Linked DNA regions of Mus musculus: region 1 is linked to region 2. A link is a contact called in public Hi-C data. All regions are on one chromosome and are shown on one strand. The core of a region is the stretch at or near the end of the contact, and the rest is flanking DNA. Distances in the headings are between cores, read along the strand shown.

Evidence for each region. A called contact is a pair of places that touch in the nucleus more often than the background predicts.
Region 1: a Hi-C map of liver shows a contact between it and region 2, with 1.6 times the contacts expected there. The contact joins the enhancer-like site here to the promoter of Pcbd1 in region 2. A contact is called at or near these places in 2 of 39 promoter capture datasets (embryonic stem cells and liver), 1 of 15 datasets of contacts at CTCF or cohesin (CD8 T cells), 16 of 484 Hi-C or Micro-C datasets (the N1E-115 cell line, embryonic fibroblasts, embryonic stem cells and 4 more), 6 of 115 datasets of contacts at active chromatin or transcription factors (a beta-TC-6 cell line, embryonic stem cells, extraembryonic endoderm stem cells and 2 more) and 3 of 9 other capture datasets (adipose tissue, liver and pancreatic islet).

What each region holds. Positions count from the first base shown.
Region 1 is chr10:61,126,423-61,131,998 of GRCm38.p6, forward strand. All of the region lies in intron 2 of Sgpl1 (sphingosine phosphate lyase 1), which reads right to left. Among named protein-coding and RNA genes, the nearest start is that of Sgpl1, 18 kb to the right of the region's middle. Within about 2 kb of position 2,464, at least 6 of the 459 cell types and tissues checked have an H3K27ac peak or open chromatin away from gene starts, as enhancers often do. A contact at or near this core is called in hepatocytes, liver and olfactory sensory neurons, where this site is marked.
Region 2 is chr10:61,086,608-61,092,578 of GRCm38.p6, forward strand. Pcbd1 (pterin 4 alpha carbinolamine dehydratase/dimerization cofactor of hepatocyte nuclear factor 1 alpha (TCF1) 1) reads left to right here and starts at 2,724. Exons shown (of 4, transcript NM_025273.4): 1 at 2,724-2,809; 2 at 5,457-5,588. The coding sequence starts at 2,807.

The DNA of each region.
Region 1 (5,576 bases), core at 1,214-3,713, 40 kb after region 2:
ACTGTTGCTATCAACAACTTCAATCCGACAAAGTAATGGCAATTCCAGCAAAAAATTGGGGAAGGCCAGGAGTCTATCACCATCAAAGGGATGCCCTGATTTCCAACAGAGAAGACTCAGGTCAAAGCTGTGATCAAAGCACATAGTTAAACAATGTGCTATAAGTGGTGGTGCTAATTCCTAATTCACATAGAAATTACATTTTTAGTGATTCAAAGATGACATCAAAGGTCAATTCTTCATGGCAATGAATGAAAAATAACAGAACATTAAAGACAAAGCAAAGGACCAGGAAATGAAAAGCTAATGTTCAAAAGCCTCAAATATAGTATGAAGACAGTACTCATTAACTCCATTACAAAATTAAATTCAGCAAGAACATATTTTCTTGGTGACTGTGCCAATTCTTCCTCTTAAAATTATTTTTAATTTTCATGTGCATACATGTTAGTCGTAAGTGCCTGAAAAGGCCAGAGACATCACATCCCTCCAAGTTACAAGTGGTTGTAAACCACCCAGTGTGGGTGCTGGGAATGGAACAAGGGTCCTTAGTGCTCTTAGCCCTTGGTTATCTCTCTAAGCCCAACTGTGTTGGTTCTTAGGAAGACAATGGGAATCCCGGAGTTCTGTAAATTCTCTATTTCCAAAGACAGAATAATAACAAAGTAAAACAGGTCATGACAAGTTTTTGGGGTAGGCAACCAAGTGATCATGGAAATTACTTTTGGCTTAATCTTAATAGGTTTCTACAAACAACAGGCTCATTCCCCTATGAAGAAGCACCTCACAAGGACAGCCCATTGAACAGTTTTGTGGAATAGCCTAGTATTATCTCCTTGGGAAAAAAGGCAGCTCCTTTGGGTCTTAAAAACAGAACAAGCCCCAAGTTGGGTCCTGATGCAACACTCCAACATAGAATCTAGGCACTAAAGGGAGCCTTAGTGATCAAGTACAACATAAACATTCTGACTTTATAAGCAGAGGCCCCATGGGTTTAAAATGATGTGCTTATATTCCTACAGAAAGGCTTGAAACAGAATAAAAGGCCAGAAGCCTAGGTTTTCTAACTCAATATTCAAAGCCCTTCCCTCTCTCTGTTGTTATTAGAGTTCTGGGGACTGAATCAAGATCTTCTTGCATACCAGGCGTAGACTTTACCATTGAGCTACAATCCTAACCTTTCTAGTCTTCTTTCAATGTTCAGTGTCCCTGGGCTAACTGCATAACACACTGCATTCAATAGTACCTCAAGAGCTTTCTGTTTATAATTTATGTTCAGGGCAGACTCTATTTTAGCTATACGGTACCATTCACATCTAATTAAAGTTGTAAATAGTTGTATTATGACCTAACCACCTACCAGTATCCACTGGCACAAGAATCTAATAAGGGTTAATAACCTAAAACCAGAGTTGAGAAACTCTGGACAGGAAAGTTGATAATCTTCAAGATGTTAGGATCCATGGACTCATTATAAGAAATCAACATACCAATTTCCACTGGTATTTATAACCTTGAAACTGCAGGTGATCAGCTCTGCATGTGGAATCTTCCACCCCCAAAATTCCCTTTTCTGTCCTAAAAAGTTCCAAGCCCCAGTACCTAGGCACAGTCTCCATTCCACTGTTGTCCTTTATTGTTATGATTTAAGAACAATCAGCTTCCGCAGTGATCTATTCTTTTATTTTCATATTGCGTCAATCAATCCCAATCTAACACTTAACCCTTACTACTGTCTCCCACAACTGGCTATTTGTTTTTAAATAATGGAACATAAACTAAGATTGCATGGTCAAAATTAAAGTACACATAAGCTAGCTACCTCTCAAATTGCCTGTTTGTCTGAAAGCACACATCTGGCCATAGCTGAGACATCAGGCAGAGAGTAAATTAATCACTAACCCAGGAAGACATTCAAATGGTAATGATTTTCCTGAGCTTTATAGATTACTACTATAAAATTAGAGTTTTGGGAAAGCTACTTTCCAACAGAAAGTTGATCCTTACACCACAGTACAATGTCTTCTTTGAACTTCTAATATGCTAAATATCTAGCATGCCTTGATTCAGTCATTTCTTATGATTCAGTCACTACCAAACTGCATTAGCCTAGGGGCACTGTGATTTAGTCTGACCTAAAGCAAAGCACTAAACCCAGCGAGAGAGAACAGTTCAAGTATTTTAATCCATGGTCTTCCAGTGCTAGTAAGAATACAAATAAGTTGGATATTAACCTCCTATCTGCTAGAGTGTCTGAAAGAACAACTTTACCATGTTAGGAATTCAACACTTAGTCAACTATAGTGAAATAATTATAATACTTATATCCTTTAAAACATGTGTTCCACAAGATCCTAGAATTTTTACATCTTTACCACAGAAGCTGTGCAGGGCACAATGGCTTCAGACTGAATATGGAAATGAAAGGCCAGTCATTTGAACTCTGTATACTCAACTGATAAGTCACAAGTCACCATATCTCAGGTCATCAGAGCAGATCATGTCCTTCATAAGCAAAGATACTGAGATCCAAGGATCATGTTGCAAAATAGGCTTGGGGGGGGGATACAAGCCTGTTTCATTTTATTTCCTATCACCTGTTCTTCAGAATCAAACCATCAGTGGTGCAAACCAGAAGATCCATTGGTTCAACACCTGCAGTTCTCATAGTTTCTCCCATCTCACTTATCCTAATGGCCAAAGCTAGGACCCACAGCTTCACTACCCCTGCCCCCAACCAAGATAGATAACACTGCCAAATGGCCAGAATGATATCTACACAAGCCAAGTACTCTGCACATGGCTTTCTCAAACTGCAAACTTACACACCTGCTACTGATTCTAAAAGAAACGGAAATTAATTCATAAAGTACTCTGGGGACTAGAGAAAGCTCAGCAGTTAGGAAAGCTTGCTGCTTGCAGAGGAACCAGGTTCAGTTCCCAGCAACCACACACGGGTGCTACTCACAGCCGAAAGTATGTAACTCTAGTTTCAGGAGAGAAGGCACTCTCTTCTGGCCTCCACAGGTACACATGTGGTGCACAAATATCCATACAGGCAAACATCAGCCAGATAAAAATTTTTATTTTTTTTTAATTATTTACTTCAAAGTCATAAAAAGTTACCATTTAAAATAATCTCAAAGCCCATCTATTCTAATCTTCATTTTAATAATGAAGAAGCTAAGGCTCACAAACTAATCTTTAAATGTGTTTCCCCTCAGCTCAAGCCCACATAAGAATAACTTCTTGTTCACTACTCTCTACTAAACCAATGGAGTACATCAATATTACCTAAGAATACCCCACTAGAAGTTAACTTAGTGCAGAAGGCCCAGAAACACTGATTTTCCAACAGGAACACAAGTTCAAGACCAGCCTGGGCAATTTAGTGAACTCCGTCTCAAAATAAATTAATAAAAACAGAAAGGTGAGAGAGCTGAGACTGTAGTTAAGTCAAGTAGAACACTTGACTAGCCCTAGGTTCAATTCCTAGTACAAAGGAGGGGTAAGGAGAACTGGAGGACCCTTTCCCCATCTCTTTCTTTTTAGGGAAATAGCCAACAACCCACTTATATTACTGAGACCCAATTATCCAGCTCTTGAGAAGGAAGGAAAGTAAATTCACCAAGCTTCCTCAAGAAGTGCTAAATCTGCCATATTAATCCACCAGGTCATATCCATCAGGTCAACTAGATCAAATGTTCCTAATATTTACTCCTTGGACAGATACTAGAGAAAATTTGAATCTTCTACTTTGAAATCCTGCAAAGAAAGGGATAGAAGTGACAGAGCCCTTGCCTTAGCATACATAAAGCCCTAAGTATAAACACTAACATAAGAAAAACTACTATTCCCTTGGCAAGAAATAAATCATTACCACCCATTTTTAGTACATAGTATACTTAGTGCTCATCTTATGAAAAAGGCACAGATAGCCAAGGTGTTAGGCCCCTCTCTCCCCTTTGGCAGCTTCCTCAGAACTTAAGATTTCTTTACTGACTGTCCAGCCAGAGAAGATAGTGCTTAGAAAATTAGATGAGGCTTTGCATCCTAAAGGATGGGAAATTTAGAGAGCAGCCTATACTAGAAGAATGTGAAGGCTGTTAACTCTTCGAAATACCAGCCTATAGGAAAAAGAAGGCAAAAAAATTTCTCACAATGGGGGACTTTAAAAACCACTGCTGGGTGGTTTTAATCCTAGTGCTTTAATCCTAGTACTCAGAGGCAGACGCATGTGGATCTCTTGAGTTCAAGGCCAGAGGAAGAGAGTAGAGGAGGAAGAAGAGAAGGAAGAAGAAAAAAGAGGAGGACAAGGAGGAGGAGGAGAACAACAACAACAAAGCAAAACAAAGGCCCTTTTGGAAGGGTAAGATGTAGCTGTTAGAGTTTCCTGGTATATGGTAGATCCACGAGGATTCTTGCCTGGAGTAATCATATTTTATTATAAGATCTACAAGATTAGGTTTTAGTTGCTGCGCCTAGAGATTGAGTTACCATTGTTTCTGAACTAAGTTTGTGTTGTGTTTTCCTTCACATGGTGGCTCATCTGGGTTCAAGAGAGAAAGGTAAAGGTGTCAAAGCCTGAGTTTGCCTGATGTGCACCACAAAGGCCATGGAGGATTTGAAGCACAGGGCTGGTGTGGTAGTGACTCAACAGTGGGAACCTAGCGAGCTGGGTGGAGAGATTGTAGAGTTATGAGTCAAGAGTCTCCACGAAATAAAAACAGGTCAGCCATTGCCCACCAGTGCATGGGCAGCCTGCCCATCGGGGCAGAGGCACAAGTGCTTCTTAATATTTCCCCCAACAGATGGTGAACCAGCTTATTGGGCAAGTATCCACTAGAAATTTAAGATTGTTAGCCTGAGAGTTAAGAGTGGTTTTGTTGTTTGTTTGTTTGTTTGTTTGTTTTTAAAGAGAGTAACTGGGTAATGCTAAAACCAGTCACCTGGACTTAATCAACTTTGAAACAAAGAAACTGCTAGCAGCCCTGAGATCCCCTGCTGTGGGGAATTACAGAGGGGGTGGGGGAGAGAAAGAAATGAAGTTGCCACCTGGAGAGATGGCTCAGGCTAGAGAGATGACTAGTGGTTAAGAGCACTGACTGCCCTTCCGAAGGTCCTGAGTTCAAATCCCAACAACCATCCGCAATGAGATCTGACGCCCTCTTCTGGTGTGACTGAGGACAGCTACAGTGTGGACAGCTACAGTGTACTTATAATAAATAAATCTTTGGGCTGGAGCGAGAGGGCTTGAAGCAAGCAGTGGTCCTGAGTTCAATTCCCTACAACCACATGATGACTCACAACCATCTGTACAGCCACAGTGTACTCATATACATAAAATAAATAAATAAGTCTTAAAAAAAATGAAGTTGCCTACTTTTTAGGGCAGAGGGATTGAACTGTGAATTTAAATTTGAGATTATTTGCTTTTAGGGTAGATTTATATACAGATTCTGTCTCAATCAACATGGAGAATTTCACCTGTGGTTCAGAACTAAGATAGGAAAATTAGTCACTGACTCCAGAGTAGAGAGTGCAGTGCTAATCATTGTCTGCTTGGATCAGGTGTT
Region 2 (5,971 bases), core at 1,474-3,973:
TCTCTCATGGTGACCAGGAAGAAGTCAAAGCAGCTGGTCTGCCATGCTGACAGTCGAGCCAATTGGCAAGGAAAGCGCTGACTGATTGACAGTCATCCTCCACCCAGCTCAAGGCAGCCAGGCACAAAGGAAGGGCCTGCAGCTGTCAATCAAGAGGAGTGGCTAGTTCCTAGCAGCGCAGTTGGTTTAAAGAACAAAAATCATGGAGGCAAACTCTGCTGAAGGATGCCCACAAGAAGACCTATCAAGGAATTAACATTCTCAACAGCACTTAACAGTCCTTAACCACTAGCCTCATATTCTTAGGAAGAACTGGGCCTTAAGGGACTAGAGAAATGGCTCAGCAGTTAAGAGCACTTGGTAGAGAAGCAGGGCTTAATTCCCAGAACTCACACTGGCTTGCTCATAACTGCCTGTAACTCCAGCTCTGTGGGAACCGGCCCCTGGGGGTATCTGCACTCACGTGCACACTAGCACACACACAGACACAAATAATTAAGAATAAGAGATAACGATTTGTTTATTTGTTTTATGCTTATGAGTGCTCTCTTTTCATGCACACCAGAAGAGGCCAATAGATCAATTTATAGATGATCATGAACCATCATGTGGATGCTGGGAATTGAACTCAGGACCTCTGCAAGAGCAGCCAGCGCTCTTAATCGCTGAGCCATCTCTCCAGTGGGGTGTTTTTAAATCAAGACATTTTTTTCAAACATGTTGGTAGAAACATCAGGCAGATGAGTTCCAGAACAGTCGGCCATCTCAGCTGGAGGCCTCACCTGCCACCTGGCGGCCCTTTATAACCATCCGGTTGGTGGAGGCTAGTGGCCTGTCTATACACTAGGAAGCATTTACCCTCCAGTCACCAACATGCTAAGTCACAACAGAGGAGAGAAATAGGTGGCTTTAAGGGAGCTGCAGATGACCCAAGATGTGTAGACTCTGGACCTGCACCATGCCAAACCTCCACAACCAACGAGGCTCCCGGCGGTTCTCAATCTGGGGATCATGGCCCCTTTGGGGGAATCACATCAGATATCCTGCATATCAGATATTTAAATTATAATTTATAACAGTATCAAGATTACAGTTATGAAATAATGGATCTTTAGGGAGCTGGAGAGACGGCTCAGTGATTAAGAACACTGACTGCTCTTCCAAAGGTCCTGAGTTCATTTCCCAGCACCCACATGGTGGCTCACAATCATCTATAATGGGATCTGATGCCCTCTTCTGGCATGCAGGTGTACATGCAGATAGAGCACTCATTATACATAAATAAATCTTTAAAAAAAAAAAAGAAAGAAAAGAATCAACTAATGGTACATAGAACATGAATGGACTTCAAAGGTAAGTATAAACTAAATGGTTTCAATGCATGGGGCCATGGGGATGTCTAGAAAATGCAACCTGCTTGCCAGCAATTGAAGAGCATTGGCTTAGGGGGAGCCCTGGAAGAGAGAGGCTATCTGGTGGCACAGGGAGAGGTGTTCCTAATCCTGCTGATGGATTCCTAAGAGAAGCACATGTCCCTCCATGTCACTGAAGTTATTAGGGTCAGAGCCTGGACCCTGGCAGTCCTAACAAGCAGGGCTCACCCACTACTCTCTATATGCCAACGAAAGAGACAAGTCACAGCAGAGGTGCTGTGGAGAGGGCTCAGAGCGCTTACTGCTCTCGCAGAGAATCTGAATTTGGCTCCAGTACCCATATGAGGCAGCTCACAACAACACCTAAGTGCAATTCCAGGGGATGCAATGTTCCCTTTTGGCCTCCATGGCATCTACATGCATACAGCACACAGTACACATAAATCCATGCACCCACACAAATGCGCACGCGCACACACACACACACACACACACACACACACACACACAAATAAATCTTAAAAATTAAAACAGTGATTAAAACAGCAAGCAAGGTGATTTACTCAATACAGCTTTACTGGGAAGAGAAATGAAGGGGTCCATGAGCCTCCAAGTCTGTCCACTGGGACCTAATCTACGGCTCAAGGTTAAACAGCGGGCAAGAGGAATACCTTACTAAACAAGGTGGCCTGGCAAATTGCCAGAATGGTGTGAAATCTTTCCAGTAGACAAGTTTCTTCTCTGGCTGGCACCAGACCTTAGTTTTTCCTTTTCATACCATGCCTTTCCTGGAAGAAATTCTGATTTCTTGGGTTCCATTGTTTCAATAGCCTGATAGCCCAAAGGAGGGATACGTTGAGTCCCTTTAGAATATCTTCTATTGGGCTGGAGAGATGGCTCAGTGGTTAAGAGCACTGGCTGCTCTTCCAGTGGTCTTGAGTTCAATTCCCAGTAACTACATGGTGGTTCACAACCATCTGTAATAGGATCTGATGCCCTCTTTTGGTGTGTCTGAAGACAGCTACAGTGTACTTATATATAATAAATAAATCTTTTTTAAAAAAGTCTTCTGTTCTGTTAAGATGGTTAAAACTGTGCACTTTATATATGTGCAGTCCAGTGTATGTGACATTTATCTGGGTGGCTTTTGTTGTCGTTGTTACTGTAACAATAGGTCAGGCAGTCTGGTGCCCAGAGTCCTCTGGCAGAGAGGGAGCAGAGGTACTGAGATGTCAAAGCTTTTGCCCTGGAGCCCATCACGCAGCCATGCTCACAGAGCACAGGGCATGGAAAGCATTGCAAGGGCGTGGAGCAAGGAGGACCCATGTTAATTATTACCCGCGGCCACCGGATCTCTGCCCCGCCCCCGCGGTGGCCTGCTGCTTGCCCGCTGCTCTCTCCCTCGCTGCCGCCACCTGCTTCCCGCACTGGACATGGTAAGCGCAGGAAGTCTGGTGGACCCTGAGAGGAGACCAGGAAGTGGGGGGCGGGGGGTGGTGTGGAGAGACGACTAGGGCTCCGATGCTGGGGGCGCGGGCCACGCTGAGCCTCCTGCAGCGCCATCCAGCCGGGCTAGAGTCGCCTGGCCTCCCTTGGGGGCGGTGGCGGTGGGCCTGGAAACCTAGCCTGTCCCAACTCCCAGGCCTAGTCTGCTGGCGGGGTGTGGCAGCAAGGCAAGTCTCCGTGGCGCTGCCTGGCCCTACAGGCTTGCCAGATTGGGGTGGGGGTGGGGGTGGTGTTCAGTTCTCTCTGCACCCAGTGCTGTCCCTGGCCTTAAGCCCCGCCCTAACACCTAGATAGGGTGCTGTGTCCCACCTTGGCGTGGTGGTGGGTCAGGATCTTAGGTAGGTCCCTAGGAAAGGAGCCCCTAGACCTCCCTGCAACCCTTACCAAATAGCGTGGTTCGGGTTCTCTGTACTCGATCAGGGATAGGAGGGTGTTTTGGCAGCTGAGGCCTGGGAAGAGTCATTGGGCCCAAAGACACCACAGGCTTGGATAATCAGTAATCGCTCAGCCCACACTAACAAGCTGACAGAGCTTCCCTAAGCAAATAAGGCCCTTACCCCTCTGACCTGAGTTCAGAGCATTGTCAGCCTGAAAGTTGGTTCTGGAAAATTCTAAAGAGTGGAGCCCTGTTGATACCTGGCTGCCTGGTTACAAGTGTCCCGCTTATCACCCACTGAAGGGTCAATGCTGGAAGTCCCCCACCCCCTTCATTAACCACAGAGCAGATCTCTGCACTGAGCTGGAGCCCCTTGTTTCTGAGAGCACACACACACTGGTGTTGGTTCTGTAGGCCCCACTGCTGGCCTGAGAACTGTCACAGATGTTCTTGTTCTAGGAAGTGTTGGTTTTTTGTTTTTTTTTTTTTTTTTAATGAAGCTGACTTTCACTTGATAACCTTGCTACTGAAGTATTTCCACTGGCATCTCTTGGTCTAAGGAGTGGGTCTCATCCCTTCACTCATGAAGCCAAAGGGCCATTTCGATACCCACCCCAGGGTATGGAAACGATGGGTGGCTTGCAGGACACAGTTCACCTTCCTCCTGCTCCCCAAGCCAAATTTGAGTCCTTGTCAGTTGAACACTGTATCCCTGGGTGATTCTCTTTCACAATCCTAGCTTGTTAGACTCAGGGCCCCACGTTCCTCTAGAGGACAGAACAGACACTAACTTCTGTTTTCCAGGGGTCCACTCAGGACCTGACCTGGTATGTGCTGGGGGATCACACCGTGGGCACTTTGTATAACAGGGTAATGAGCATGCCAGGTGCCCTTGACAGACTACTTCCATTTTGAGTCTGGGCCCTGTGGTCCTAGGTTCCTAAGACAGCCACCCTGAGAGCCTCACCCTGACAGCTGTGGACTATACAGGGGCGAGGAGGAGGTGGCAGAGACTCATCTGGGAATGGGTTTGAATGGGTTTCTGCATCCCACCCCAGGGCTATAGCTCTAAGAGACCACACCTTGAGTCAGTTCATTCCTGACTGAGGATGACTGGCCGGAAGAGCAGAGCACTCACATCCCCTTTGTCTAGGCCTGTTTCTCCTCTAGAACACCTGAACATTGCAGAATGGGTGTGGGGATGGAGCATAGAGAGGGAATGCAGAAAAATGGGGATGCCAGGAAGAACATGTAATGTGTTCGAATTGGGCTGAATTTTGCTCTAACCACCTTGGGGACTCCATGGTGTGCTGTCTTGGAAAGATGAAGGCAGGCAAGCATCTGTGAGGCTCTGGGAGCAAGAGATGGGGGAACACTTCACCACAACACATTCTCTTTGGCATTCTCTATGAAAGCAGGTAAAAACCCCAAGATCTGGGCTGCAGATTCGGCCTAGTTTGTGAAGTGCTTTCAATGGGAGTTCTCCTTCCCAGAAACCACATTTAAAACACTGGCGTGATAGTGTGTGCTTGTAATGCTAGCACTGGGGAGGCATAGACAGATGGATCTCTGAGGCTCTGTGGCCAGCCAGCATAACCTACTTGGTGAGAGACCATGTCCAAAAAAAATCAAATGGGGTTGGAAATTTGTTCAGAGGTTGAGAACACTGGCTCCTATTCTAAAGGACCTGGACCTGACTCTCAACACTATCGTGGCAGTTCATGACTGCCTGTGGCTCCAGTTCTAAGGTATCCAACACTCTCTTCTGGCCTCTGCAGGGACCAGAGACATGGGTGGTGCACAGACTTCTGTGACGACGGCAAAACACTCATATACATAAAATTAAAAAATTAAATTAAAATAATGATAAATGATATCCAAACAATAACATCTGAGGTTGTCCTTTGGCTTCCACATGCACACATGCCCATACTTGAACCTACCCACACAAACACATATACCAAAACGAACAAAACACAAAAACACAAAACTAAAAAAATACAGGACCCAGAGTCTATCAGTAAACGGCCCAGACCCCACCTCCTGGCAGGGCTCTTCTCTGGAAACATAAAGGCCTGCTGCTTGCTATAAGGGGCACCTGAATCCACAGCAGCCAGCACTGAAGTCCTCCCAAAGGTCTGAGGCACACTCTTGACCTATAAATGGAATGCCCTGGGGCCTCTCTATCCTCCCTCTCCTAGGCCGGCAAGGCACACAGGCTGAGCGCCGAGGAGCGAGACCAGCTGCTGCCAAACCTGAGGGCTGTGGGGTGGAATGAAGTAGAAGGCCGAGATGCTATCTTCAAGCAGTTCCATTTTAAAGACTTCAACAGGGTATGTGGAGCAGGCCTGAGTGGGCTACACTCTGTGTGTTCATGTCATGTCCTGTTAGCCAAGGGGAAAGACATACTCAAGTGACCTGCAGAGAGGAGAAGGGACTTGAACCCTCCCTTCTGGAACTCAGAGTCATTGGAGGAGACAGTCTTGGTAGCAAGTATCTGCCCTTTTGAAGGCACTTTAATAAGCGGCAAAGAATTGGCAAATACTGACAGCCTGTGCTGTGTGGACCACACTAGGGATGCTAGACACTGGCACAGGCATCAGGACCAGGGACAGGATGTTATGGGGGTGGGGACTAGGGTGTGTTAGAGCTCTGGCATTCCCTGGAAAAAGCTAGGCTATCCCTACTGCTTCGAGGCCTTATTGGCCATGACCCA